Regions from separate parts of the Hordeum vulgare genome. Here region 1 is linked to region 2. A link is a contact called in public Hi-C data. All regions are on one chromosome and are shown on one strand. Each heading gives the region's core, a stretch centred on a gene start, on an enhancer-like site or on the middle of the called end of the contact. The rest is flanking DNA. Distances are from core to core; before and after follow the strand shown. Region 1 holds the start of LOC123446549 (transcription factor bHLH148-like). Region 2 has its middle 260 kb from the start of LOC123448807.

What was found. A called contact is a pair of places that touch in the nucleus more often than the background predicts.
Region 1: a contact with region 2 is called in a Hi-C map of leaf, with 3 times the contacts expected there. The contact joins the promoter of LOC123446549 here to the enhancer-like site in region 2. A contact is called at or near these places in 3 of 6 Hi-C or Micro-C datasets (leaf and seedling) and 1 of 1 datasets of contacts at active chromatin or transcription factors (embryo).

Annotation. Positions count from the first base shown.
Region 1 is chr4H:422,960,842-422,967,744 of MorexV3_pseudomolecules_assembly, reverse strand. It overlaps LOC123446549 (transcription factor bHLH148-like), which reads left to right and starts at 5,473. Exons shown (of 1, transcript XM_045123121.1): 1 at 5,473-6,558. The coding sequence starts at 5,606. The coding sequence ends at 6,211.
Region 2 is chr4H:422,173,009-422,180,187 of MorexV3_pseudomolecules_assembly, reverse strand. No RefSeq gene overlaps it. Among protein-coding and RNA genes, the nearest start is that of LOC123448807, 260 kb to the right of the region's middle. Within about 2 kb of position 1,512, at least 2 of the 3 cell types and tissues checked have open chromatin away from gene starts, as enhancers often do. A contact at or near this core is called in leaf, where this site is marked.

The DNA of each region.
Region 1 (6,903 bases), core at 4,224-6,723, 780 kb before region 2:
GAAAGGGGATAGGGGATCACCTTGTCGTAGTCCACGCAAGGGTGTAAATGAATCCAAGATAGCTCCATTAAATTTGACAGAATAGCGCACGGATATGACACAAGCCATAATCAATTGTACCCATTGTTGAGAGAAACCAAGTTTTTCCATCGCTTGCCTTAGAAAGCTCCAATCCACACGGTCATAGGCCTTAGATAGGTCAAGTTTATATGCACAGAAACTGTTCTTGGGGTTTTTCTCTTGGTGCATAAAATGTAAACACTCAAAGGCCAGCGGCGCATTGTCTGTAATCAGCCTACCTGGAACAAAAGCACTCTGGGCTGGCGATATAATCTCATCCAGGATAGGGCGCAGCCTGTTAACTAGGCATTTTGCCACGATCTTATATATCACATTGCAAAGACTTATTGGCTTGAATTCTGTGAGGCGTGTAGGGTTAGATACCATGGGAATTAGCACAATGATGGTCTCATTAACTCCTGGAGGCATCACCCTTGAGTGGAAGAAAGATTTGACAGCAGAAGTAATATCGTTCTTCATAACTGCCCAATTTTTCTGGAAGAATCTTGCAGGGAAACCGTCCTTACCAGGGGCCTTCAGGGGGGCGATTTGGAACAGACTATCGGCTATTTCCTTATCAGAGAACGCCTTGCAAAGACAGTCATTCATCGCCTGCATTACTTTGGGCTCAAACAGGTTCAACAAGGGCTCACGAACCAAGTTATCTTTCTCTTTAAAAAGGTCCTGGAAGTATGAGTTGACTAGATCACTCATCGCCTTCTGCTCACTATGGGTAACTCCGTGAGCATCCACCAGGGTTTTAACTCGATTTTGCGTGCGCGCCACACTCCCTTGTGGTGGAAGAATTTAGTGTTCTGATCGCCATCTCATAGACAATCCACCCTAGATCTCTGCAGCCAAAGAAGTTCCTCGCGGTACAAGAGCTCATTCATATGATCGGTTACCCTTCTAATCTCGTTCCTGTCAGTATTCATATTAAGGAGTTCTTCAAGCCGTGGTCTACTTTTTTCCGACTCCTGGGTCACATGACCAAACTTCTCCTTACTCCAGAGTTGTAGTTTGTACATGAGCTGGTTTAGACCCTGCCTCACGTCGCCGAGATGCACCATCCGTCCGGCCTATGCCCAAACAGACCCAACTGTTTCCTGTAGGCTCGGCTCCCTTTCCGAGGCAATCTCATACTGCTTGTGGGAAGGGTGATGTTGTTTATCGGGTTCCTTCTCACAGCATAAGACAACTGGTAGATGATCTGAACACGCACTAACAAGGTGAGAGACCGCCGTCTCAGCAAATAAATATCTCCAAGCATTGTCTGCAACCACCCTATCCAAACGGACCCTGACATTCCTTCTTCCGTCACGCTTGTTATCATAGGTAAAGGGCATTCCCGAGAACCCCAAGTCTTGGAGGCCACATACCTCCAAGGTATCTCTGAAAGCGAGCATTTGTGGTTCTCCTCGTGGGGTTACAGACATGTGTCCGAAGGACCACATAGCTTCATTGAAATCACCCATCACACACCAAGGAAGATCGGATTGGACTTTCAGATTATGCATCGCTGCCCACGTGGTGTGTCTATTTTCCACACGAGGCTCTCCATAAACACATGTGAGTCTCCATTCAGGGTCAGTCGGGGATACGCGGATATACACATCAATAAATCTTTCATTAACTTATTTCACATCCACACATAGCTGCTCACACCAAAATAGGGCTAAACCACCACTTAGGCCAACACTATCAGATCCGACAAAACCTCTCAGCCCTAGTCTACCACATAGACGACGAACCTTAGTAGCATTCTGTCTAGTTTCACATAGGAACACCATTCGGGCCTTGATCTTTTGCACAAGGCCCGCTAATTCACGAACTGTAGGTTTGTTGGCCACACCCCGACAGTTCCAAGTTAGGCAATTCATTGCTCGTGACGGGGCGCCACATTTGGCCCCGTTAGTTCGCCGATGGCCCCATGGCCGGTTGCCTCCTTTACCTCCTCACACACAATGTTGTTTCCTACCCTTCCATCATCTATAGGCATCCATTGTTCCTGCGCTAACTGGTTGTCCACCTTCCCTTTCTTCTGCACCCCTCCAGACGATGCGACAACAAAGGGCACCATAGCATTGGTAGCATCTGCCACAAGATCGAATCCAAGCATACCATCCACCTGGCGTTTCCCCGGAACTGAATCATGGTAGTCCATAGGCGCTGATGCACTTTCGGACGAGCCAAGGGAGCTTAACCCGCGGAGAGCTGGAATCATGTCTTCCGATCCAAGCGGTGCATCCCGGATCACCAGGTTGCCCGGTCTCTGTCCCTCCGGCATCTTCTTTGGCACTCCGCTTTTCTTCTTTCTCTGCTTGCTCACGCCTGGGCTACCGGTAGCTGGAGCTTTTGCTTCAAAAAATTTAGCCATCTGTTGGACCTTACTACATTCAGGTTTTTCCTTCTCCAGCCATACCTTCATTTTATCCACCTCCTTCGCGAGGGTCTGGTCGGCTGCTGTCGAGCCCGGTGCCTCCTCAAGTTCAAAATTATCATGGGCATCTACCCGCCTTGGAATCTCAGGGTCCTCATTTGGTTTACTACTTCCACTCGATCTCATATGATCCTTGTTATTCGCCGAACCTGTGCTACCAAAAGAGAAGCTCATCCCCCTTCGTGCACGCGGCTGACCAGGCGAGGGGGTATAAGCCGTCCTGTGATCAAACTTCTTGTACGGTGAGCATCTGAGCATGGAATCGTAGGCCTTGGAGGGGAGACCCAGGAGCTTTTTCTCACAAGCAAGTTTGTCATGCCCCATAAACCCACAATGGAAACAGAAGTGTGGAACACGTTCATACTTTAGTTGGAAGATGCTTCGCTTCACAACTCCTTGAGCTTTGTATTCGAGAATCACTTCCTTCTGCAATCGCCTGTTATAGGGGAGCTTAACTCTTATGCGGAGAAATTCATTCATGGCATGGCCTGTATCAGGTGCATCTACCTCAATGACTTCGCCCAGCGTTCCACCAATGGCCCTCCCGTAAACCTTAGCCTGTCTCTTCCATGGAACATCGAACACCCGCACCCACACTGGTACAGAATGAAGGACAGATTCAGATGGTCTCGCATCGCCATCGAATGGAGCAACCAGCAAAGCATTGCCATCGTAAATCCATGGCCCCCCTCTTCCCACAAAGTTGAAGTCTCCTTCCGAGAAGAGCTTGATCACAAAGTGATTGCTCTCCATAGGTTGGAATTCCACCCCAGTACGTAGCTGCCAGATCTTCTCAAAGTGGTTAGACAAAGTCTTTGCACTTGGACACTTCTGCGCTCGGTACAAGCCTAGTAGCTTCCACCTCTCCGTTTCATCCACTTCTTCATCGTCCTCATCAAAATCCACCGCGACGAAGGCCACATCATCCATGGCCACTTCACCGCCTAGCTGCGTGTCAGCGGATGCCGGTAAGCCATCCCCATATCTTGGAGCATCCCAGTTGTTGTCCTCCTCCTCCGGACACATCTCATGACCTTGTGTTCTCGCAGCCCTAGACGTCACCATGGCACGACCGCGCGTTGGCTTCGGGCGGGCAGGAACCTCACCGGTTCCCCCTTGATCACCCCCACCACCGCTAGAAGGCGACGGTAGCGACGACATCGGTGCAGCTTGAACGGGGTCAGGATCAGGTGGATCAGGGTCGGCGCGTAGAGATCTGCTTATCGGGTTACTGCAATGACTACTATATGTAGGTACTTCCTAGGTAGTCCCTTCGTGCAGTCCTCGGACTCCGAGGGGCCGGGTAGGGGTAGGACTCTTAGACGGCGTAGACCTCAGATACGTACGATGGAGGGACACCTCTCATTGCTCCGATAAGCTTCCATCCTTGGGCGTCGGCGGCGGTGGCGGCAGGGTTTCGCCCATGTCGCGGGAGCCATGCCTAAACCCTAGATACATCATATGGTAAACCAATGGATGTTTTCACTATGTTTATATCAAGACAACACTTCCTGAGCACATTTGAAGGCTGTCGTCTAATTCAAATAAAGAGTTGTTCCAAAAATCCAGAGAATGAGATCATATGATCATAGAGTCGTATGGTGTGCATATATGTATATGTCGCAGAAGTACCTATTTTTTACATATAGAACTACTAGATTTGCATAATATGACGGTCAAAAATACAGCACGCTTCTCGCAAAAAAAGTAAAAAAGAAATCAGCGCTGACGTAATGTGATTATCCTCGTTCCAGTTAGAGATCTCACATGGAACATCTGATGATATTGTTTCGAAAAACAGCACACACTAATAGCTTGAAAAAAAGAAAAGCAATCCAGTCCCTATATACCGCGTATTGATTATTCACTGATTGTCCTGGTCTTATGGCACAGTAACTACGGCACGCAGTGCCATTTGCCAAGGTGATCTACAGTGTGAGGAGGACCACAAGACAAAAGAAGAAGAGCAGATCTCTGCACCCCCTCTCGATCAGAAAGCACCATGCCATCTCGCCGCCGTTTACTGGCGTATATTTTGGTTTGCTATTTTTCATTTCTTTTTAAAATGCATTCTACACCAAACGTACGCAGGCAATTTGCACTACCCGCAGAGGTTCAACGACCCCAGATTTGCTGTGTGTGTGTCTCGCCCAAGGCAAGTCAATGAGAGAGCATTAATTTTCCGTCGATCGTTATGTGCCAAAAAAAATTACTGCTCCAAAGAATTCTATGTTCTTCGGAGTAGTACTACTCTTTGAATTGTAGTATTAAATCTGAAGAATTCTACTAAGAATATTATTTCACAAGGACCTTGGATCATACTACGCCTAAGTTGTTAAATTCGTATATAAAATTCACATTCATTCATATGTCCATATTTTTTAAAGAATAAACTCTATTACAAAAGTTCTTCAGAAATACAAGATATCCCAAATGTAATAAAAATTACATCGAGATTTTGAGACCATTAAAAAATTATTATTGCTGCGAGAACAAACGCGACGCATCGTTGTGGGCGCTCCTTATCGAAGGCACACACACGTGCCCCTTATGTCGATGTTATCATGAAGTAAACACAACAAATATGCTCAAACATGATTTTACATTTCAATGAAACTCTAACGTGGCCTAAAAACAAGAGCGCCTTGCCTTTTTCGCGGCCATGAGCACGGAAGGAAGGAGAGCAAGAAGCCTCCGGCTCCCTGACCTGATCCAGTTGGTGGACACCGAGCCACAAAGTCCAAACCCAGTGGACCTCATAATTAGCTGCTTGCTTACACCGAGTGTCACACATGCAAAATGGATATACCAAAAGCACAGAAAATTCATTACCATACACTCAACCAACACGGCAGCACAAAGGAGAGAGAGAGAAAAAAAAACAGAAGCCAAAAATCCAAAAGAGTCACATGACTAATGGGGGCGGCATCACTGCTGTCATTTGCCAATACCGCCCCCTTTATATTCATTCCCCAACCTCCCCCATCTCTTCCCACCTCTGCCTCCCCTGGCTCTCCTCCAACTCAAAGGCAAGCGCAGACCCAACTCAGCGGAGAAACAATCAGATCACAGGCTGCCTAATCCTGCTCTTCCCTGGCGATTGCAATGGCATCCACGTCGAGCTCGACGGCGGTGGACGAGAATGAGCGGAAGCGGAAGAGGGCAGCAGCCGGGGGAGAGTCCACGGCGTCCGCCGGGCCGGGGACGGAGGCGCAGCCTTCCAAGTGGCGGACGCGGCGCGAGCACGAGATCTACTCCTCCAAGCTCTTCGAGGCGCTCCGCCTTGTCCGAGGTGGGTCATCGACGACGGCGCCGGCGCGTGGCCGGGCCGTGCGGGAGGCGGCCGACCGCGCGCTGGCGGTGGCGGCCCGCGGGCGCTCGCGCTGGAGCCGCGCCATACTTGCATCCCGCCGCCGCCGCCTCCAGGCCGCCCACCGCGCGCGCCTCCGCGCCCCAGCCACACCGCCTGCGCGCCACCCCTCCGTCACTGCCGCCGCACAGCCCCAGCCGGGTAAGGCACCTGCTCTGGCGAAGAAGGCCAAGGTGCTCGGGCGGCTGGTGCCTGGCTGCCACAAACTGCCGTTCCCGGCTCTCCTGAGCGAGGCCTCCGACTACATCAAGGCGCTGGAGATGCAGGTGCGCGCCATGACCGCTCTAGCCGAGGTCCTGGCCAGCGTCTCAGCCTCCGGCAGCTCCTCCTCGCTGGCATGACCCAAGCTTGGTGCATGATTCGTGTATTCGTTGTAAATTTCACCCCCTTTTCCTCGTGGGATCGATTAGTTAGCCCCTGCTTCCTCCTCTCTAGTTTGCCACGTTCTTTCTCATGTTGGTTGAGCGGTTAGTGTGTTGGTGATAATGATGGCATTCTGGTGATTTAAACCGTGCTGTAATGCCTCTCTATGTCTCTCTCGTTCTCTAGTGGTAGGCACATTCGTTTTGTTGTATTCTCTTCTAGCTTCGCTTTCTCCTCGGGATTCTTTCGCGTGTTTGTTTCTCTTTCGACCCCTTCTCTGATAAATGTATCAGGCATGAAGAAATGTTCAGAGCACTTCCTTGGTGGTGGTCGAGTACCGTGTGTGTGTTCTTTCCTGCGCGCGGCGCATGTCTCTCTCGCTTTCTGTCGACTGGAAAGCGCACTTAACATAACCTTCATCATCTCCTAATCATACTTATCGCGTGATTCTCATGAATGAAATGATGCCATGGGTTCTCTGTTCCATCGCGGTAACACCCGATCAAGTTGCAATGCATGATCAAAATCTCTCAAACTGCGACCGACTTAGCACTAACCGATACTTATGCTCGAGCTGTATGGAAACAGCAGAATTTCACCCTCCCATGGCGTTCCTGGAAAAGATAAAAGCTCCCTAGAGGGATGGAGCAGTCCATTGTTTATCTCGAAA
Region 2 (7,179 bases), core at 263-2,762:
TTAGTGCCGAAACCATCATATTTTTTCGGTTTACAAACAGTCTTTCAAGCAATAAGCAGGTTTCCTCGGTAGTCCAAAATAAGGCTCTTCTGAGAGCATCGATTTTCTTAAAGACCTATGGATTCTGATTATGTCCACCCAAATAATGCATTTGTAGCGAGCTAATAATTGTTAGGCCGGCCTAATGCTCCCGTCTCCACACTTAACGAACCGCTTGCGCTGGAGAATGATGCATGCGGGCCGCTCCAGTGCTCACTTTTGTATCTTGCCGTCATGGATGCACGTGGGGGCATGATGCGAAAGCTACAATAGCTTGTTAATTGCCTCCTATAACTGAGCTCTGACTAAACTAAACTATGCGTCACGTTTCAAGGAGATGCACGATCACCAACCCGGCCGCCACATCCTTATCCTAGTAGTGAGAATCTAGGTATTATATAACTTTTATGCATTTTAAAGTGTTTTACATAGACATTAGAAAGCTTGCACAAGCTAATATGGCACGCTATGTTAATAGGAGCATCGTGCATTGAAGCTATATCGGTATGAACTATGAAGTATGAACGACACCCCTTATATCTTCCCCGATGTTTGATTATGTTCTGCTGATCATTTTAGTTACGTCTATCGTTAGCAATGTACCCCGTGATAGCTGATCCGGTCTCTGTACTCTCGGTGCAAAGAGAAACCTGCTCTGCTATCCGGCTAAAATGGAGCGCAGCGCATGCATTCCGAGCTGGAGGAGTCTGCTTATCCTAATTAACGTCGGTGATTAGTAGCCTATGAAAAGTTTTCCTAACGTACCAAAAATACATATATTGCTCGACCGGTGCAAGCAAGGAATGGAGGCGGAGTCGTGTCGAGAGAATAATCCAGGGTGTTGTAGTGATAAAAGGGCATGGAAGCTACGCGATTAGTTGACACTACGCACGCTTTCATTCGCCGAGAAGGCATAGCTGGTGTTCAGTTTGTTGGGCGGCATCATGTGGGTGCATGTGCTCGTTGCAACGACAAACAAAATAAGCGAGCTAACTGTAGCTACAAGCCTACACCCATGCACGCATGCTCTATCTACTCACTGATCTCCGTTCTCTCTGAAAAAGAAAACGATATGCATACAATATGTTTATCTACTCCCTCCGTTCCTAAATATAAGACCTTGTAAAGATTTCACTATAGACTACATACGAAACAAAATGAGTGAATCTACATTTTAAAATATGTATATATACACCCGTATGTAGTTCATAATGCAATCTCTACAATGTCTTATATTTAGAAACGGAGGGAGTACAACATGGATGGCGCCTACCTTTTCGCAAAACATAAAAAAAAATGGATGGCGCCTACCATATGCATGCATACGATACGAGTATCTGCCGACCACACAGCGCATGCAAGCTAAGCTCCCCGTCAAGCCAGCCGGCGAGCGCGAGACTCGCAATAGACAACTTGGCGCGCTGCGTTTTACTCGATGACGTAGCGGCCGTGTCTCGCCAACCGCAGGAACGGTATCTTTCTGTAGGCGGTTCGTGGCGACGCCTGGGACATTCGCATATGGGGAGTACCGGCGCATGAACACACACATGATTGCTGCGCGTATCGGCAGGCGCATGTTCTCCCCGATACATCCCTATCAAAGCATGGTGCAGAAAGAACAAAGATTGCGGCTATATATGCGGGCAGTTCGCCTCCGTTGAAGACTAGTCTTCTCTTCTTCGGCCTCTTTTCCCGACGACCAAGGCCACCGTACGACCGGAGGAGGGGTCGAGCTGGGCCGAGAAGAGGATGAACGGGGGTAGCAGGAGCAAGGCGGTGCCGGAGGCGGGCGAGAGGCATTTCGTTGAAGCTTCTAGGGCACTGGTGAAGCAGGTGAGGGAGCTGAGGAGGCTGGTGCCCTGCTGCCGCGAGCCGTGCGGGCTCGGCGAGCTGTTCCAGGAAGCGGCGACCCACATCGAGGACTTGAAGGTGCAGGTGAAGGTGATGAGGATGCTGATCGACAAGCTCTCCGACGAGTGATTCGTGTGATCCATATGCGTGCCAACAATGGCAAATTTGTGGACGCTCTGTCGATGCATGAATGGATCCACAGGGACATACATACTATTTATTTATAATACCATTCATTTATTTGAATCATCCTTATTATTTAGTTCTCCTTTACTTTCGAGAGGACAATATTTATAGTTTCTTTTAAGCTACAATATTTATTGTTATGCTCTTTGATTCAACTATGATATCCGGAGTGTACGTGTTCGGGTGTCCGTTAATTTTACTAGCACTTGTATGCGTTGAATATGTGTGCCCGCGTAGCGATTTCCAGCAAGTTGAAATGAAGTTTGCACTTCGCTTCAATCTAATCTGGCTACTTGTACCGCACAAGGCGTATTTGGTTGCCTACATCGGTAATGCAAATGAAGGCCCAACTACTTTGATGACTTCAATTACAGGGGTTTAAAGGAAGGGCGTCCCTTTTTTCAGACAAAACGAAGGTCGCTCCGTATCATGCTTTCAACGTGTCTAACTTCTCACTCGCTGAAGAGGCGAGCAAGAGGAGCCGGCCCATGTGCGTAGGAAAATATTATAAATATAATTAAAGATATTCTAAATATGTTCTAAAATATAGGTATTACAAAAAAATATCTACAACAATATTTTAAAAACGTTGAACAAGTACTTGAAAATTATTGAACAAGTATTCGGAAAATGTTGAACATATATAGAAAACTTGTTGACCATGTAACAGAAAAATGATGATTTTTTTGATAATATATATATAAAGTGTTATATTTTGAAAAAACATGTTGAACCAGTGTTTGGAAAATGTCAAGTAACTGTTTGAAAAATGTTAAATATGTATAAAAAATATTGACCATGTATTAAAAAATATTAAACTTTTTACTCAAAAACTGTTAATCCAGCATTTATTTATATATAAAAAGTATAAGAAAATATTGACCATGCATTCAAAAATGTTAATCTTGTATTTAAAAAATGGTAATCAAGCAATGTTAAAATGTGTAAAGAAAATATGTTAACCATACATAAAAATGTTAAATCTGTATTGCAAAAAATGATAAATGCATATTAAAAAATTATGATGACATATAAAAAATATAGAAGGAAAATAAAAAACCAAAGAAAACAAAAAAATAAAAAAAATAAAGCAATGAAAAAATAAAACCAACGAAACAAATAAAAATAATGTAAAAACAGAATAGAAATAAGAAAATAAAAACCTGGAATAAACGAAGAAGAAACGGTGGGAACCCCGACTAGTTTGGACATAAGTATTGTCCCCTTAGCGCAACTCTAGCACACCTCGCATTCGTTCGGCCTGCAAAACGTGTTTGCAGTTTACGGAAAAACGTTTTTGCGGACCGGCGCGCACGGCCGCGGATACAGACCCTGCATAACAGATCCGTAAAAAAACATATTCATGGAATATGCTTTTTCAGCCCCCACGGGGGCTGAAATGTCCCTCCCACCAACCGCTTCCGCTTATATGCAGGGCACCGCAACGGCGAGGGTGAAACCCGCGAATACGCGGGTTGGGGCCAAGATTTTGTCGCACCCCGCAAAAATATTTGCAGATCGGACGGGATGCGGGGTCTGATCGGGCAGGTTTTTCCGCCCCGACCCGCATTTGGATGGTTATTTTCCGGATCGGGGCGGGATGCTAGGTTTGTTAGAGTTGCTCTTACTACTTTGTCGCGAACCTACCGACGGGGCTCTTACCCGAGCCGGCCAATCTAGGGTGCATCGGGAAAGACCTTTTCCTGGGCTTGGGAAGCTTTCCATCCATTTTTTTAATTTGGGTTTTCCCGGATCCCTCTTTTTTCTATTTCTTTTGTTACATTATATGATTTCACTTTTACCTTTTTTTGAAGTTCATAATTTCTTTCCTAATTAATGAACTATTTTTCAAATGTGCAAACTTTCTAACAAAGTTAAGAACCTTTTTCCAAATTTGGCGTACTTTAAAAAAAGGATGAATTGGTTTTCAAAAACAATGAACTGGTTTTCAAAAACAATGAACTATTATTAGAAATTGTGAACTCTCTCCAAAATAAATATTTTTTTTGCACAAGTTGTTGAACTTCAAAAAATGTACTTCTTTAAAGTTGATGAACCTTTTTGTTCTTCTTTGGGAATCCTCTTTTTTAGAAGATCATGAAATTTTAGGAATTCAAGATTTTTTTTCAAAAAACCTTCATATGCATGACCTTTTTTGGATTTGCACAAAAATGGACTTTTACCATTGTTATGGATTTTCTGGAAAAAAAATGAGTGAGTGAACGAGCAGTTGTTCAACAGTAGCGACATTTTTTTTCAAACGAGCGAGCGTGCTCATGGGCCGGCCATGCCAGCTTGTTAACTAGCACAAAATGCTACAATTAGGAGTCCCGACCGACCAACGATTGACTTGTTGACCGGCCAACAACAAACTTTTGTAGAAAAAAGAAGGAAAACTGAGATTATTCAAAAAGTAAAAAAAACTTGATAATCATAAAAAAATAATGCATATTAAAAAAATTACAAAAAAACAAAAAAATGTTTATAAAACACTATTTCGGAAATCATTCATAGATTTCTGGAAAACAATCATGCATATGAAAAAATGCTCATGAATTTTGAAAGAGTTCATCCGTTTTTTACAAATTTGAGAAGGTTATTCTACTATGAAAAAAAATCATCAACTTTGAAAAATGTTCTGTATTTTTAAAAATGTATTTATTTTGAATGAAAAACTACACGAATTTAAGAAAAAAATCAAGTATTTAGAAAAAATTGTAATGTTGAAAAATCATGAATTGAAACAAAGATTTCTAAAACATTAAAAGTTCACAAATTTGAAAAAATATTCATGCATTTAGGAAAAATGTAAAAAAGAAGAAACTGGAAAATAAAAACTCACAGGCAGCCAAGTGAGTTAGCTTGTTGTTTATATCATTTATGCAATCACGCCCAATTATTTTGGTGTCTTCAACTAAAGGGGCTCAAACGGATGAGGACGACAAAAAGCTAGGAAAATTGCGTCCTATGGGAGAAGTTGAAAAAAGTAGCCCAATATCTCTAGAGATAGGCAAAAGCTTAGTTGTTTAGTTGTTGCATGTGGTTGATAGGGGAGCAACTAGTTAGCGAGCGATTTTTTGGGAGCCATCCAGCGATCGCTCTGCACGCCGTCACTTGGCGCGTTTTCAGCCGTCGCCACTTGCCACGCTTTTAGCGTTTCCTTCAGATTTTGTTTTTTTTTTGTTTTTTTCAAGCATTTTCGTCTTTTTTGAGTGGGTTTTTTCTGTTTTTTTTATTTTATGGTTTTGCACCGGTCTTTCGTAACTTTTGGATGATTTTTTTATTTTTTCATGAAAAAATGCCTTTTCTTTTTTTTTTTATGCAGAAAAACTCGTTTACTTGTTTTTTTGCGAAAGACACGGTTTTGCCTTCACGAGAGGCACAACCGTGCCTCTCGGAAAGGGAGAAAAACTCGTTTTCGTTTTTTTGCGAGAGGCACGGTTTTGCCTTCGCGAGAGACACGTCCGTGCCTTTCGAAAATGAAAAAAATGCGTTTTCTGTTTTTTTACGAGAGGCACGGTTTTGCTTCCGCGAAAGGCACAGCTTTGCCTTCGCGAGAGGCATGCCCGTGCCTCTCCCGAAAGGGAAAAAAATGTATTTTCTATTTTTTTGGGCGAAAGAGACGGTTTTGCTTCAGCAAAAGGCACGATTTTGCCTTTGCGAGAGGCACGCCCATGCCTCTTCCGAAAAGTGGAAAAAACACGTTTTCCGCTCTCTCTTTTTTCGTGAGAGGCATGGTTTTGCTTGTGCGAGAGGTACGATTTTGCCTTCGCAAGAGGCATGACCCGTGCCTCTCGGAAAGAAAAAAACGTGTTTTTTGCTTTTTTTTTCTATCGCGTGTGACATGGTTTTTTCTTCCGGTTTTTTTCATGAAAAAAAGTTCATCAAAACCTATCAACATGGGATCTAGTTTTGAAGATCTCAACACGAGAAAGCCAATTGTGAAAACGGTTCAAGATTTGTACGCACAGTTTAGAAGATAAAACATTTTGAAAATACGGATCTACAAAAAAAAGGGAAAACTCCCAGGTTACGGCAAGTGGCACGCATGCAGTGCTCTATCTATCATAACGTGTGAAGGTGAGAGTAATCGTTGAAAAGTGTATTCGCTAACTAGTGATTTCGGATTGATAGGGATACCTCCTCGTTAGCGCCTCAAGCCTCAATTTGCTAGATGACGCCCATAGAGAACGATCGCGAACAGCAGCCCATTACCATGCTCGTGCACACCTCAGCCGATGGTTTACTAGTTGATCGGTCAGTCATCGACTTTTAGATAAACAAAAACTCGCAGATTAGAAAGTTCAATTTTTTTGAAGTGTTGTTTTGAAAATAATTTCATTAAATTTGATAAAAAGTATGAATTTTAAAAAAGTTTACAAGTTTTCAAAAGGTTTATAGATTTTGAAAAAAATCACGATATTGGAACGAATTCAACTATTTTTTACAAAGTTCATTGATTTGTTTGAACAATCATGAATTTCAAAAGGTTTGCGAATTTATGAAAAAATATGAATTTCAAAAAATGAATTAAAAAAAACCATTAATTTGAAAACAAATGAATTTCAAAAAAGTTCATGCGTTTGAAAAACTTCTGAAAACGATCACAAAATCCAGATAAAAAGGTAAAAAATAAAACAAAAAGGAAAAGGAAAAAACCGAGCAATAACCCGGAAGCAAAAAAATCAAAGCACATAAGAAATCCTTGGGAAGTTCTAGAAGCTTTCCAATATTGGTAGGGCTTAGGGAGAAACAAACACGAGGGATTTGCAAAAGAATGAGAATAGAGTGAAGACTTCGCGTGTCTTATTCTTATAGAAGGTGAGAAGACTCGGACATGGACCGACGACAACAACCTTTGTGTTGTTCATCACTCCATTCACAAAAGCTTCTCAACACGAGGGATTTGCCGGTCCATTAGAAGTGATGTCAGCAAGGGAGGGTGTGCGCCGGTAGTAATTAAATCTTTATTTGGTACTTAATGCGCCAAATAGAATTTATAGTTTATCGGTTGCTTTAGTAAGACACATGGGTCCGAGCAAGCGGGTCGGCCTATTCGTACTCAACCCAATTTTGATATGGTTTCTCGAACCCCGTGGTTCA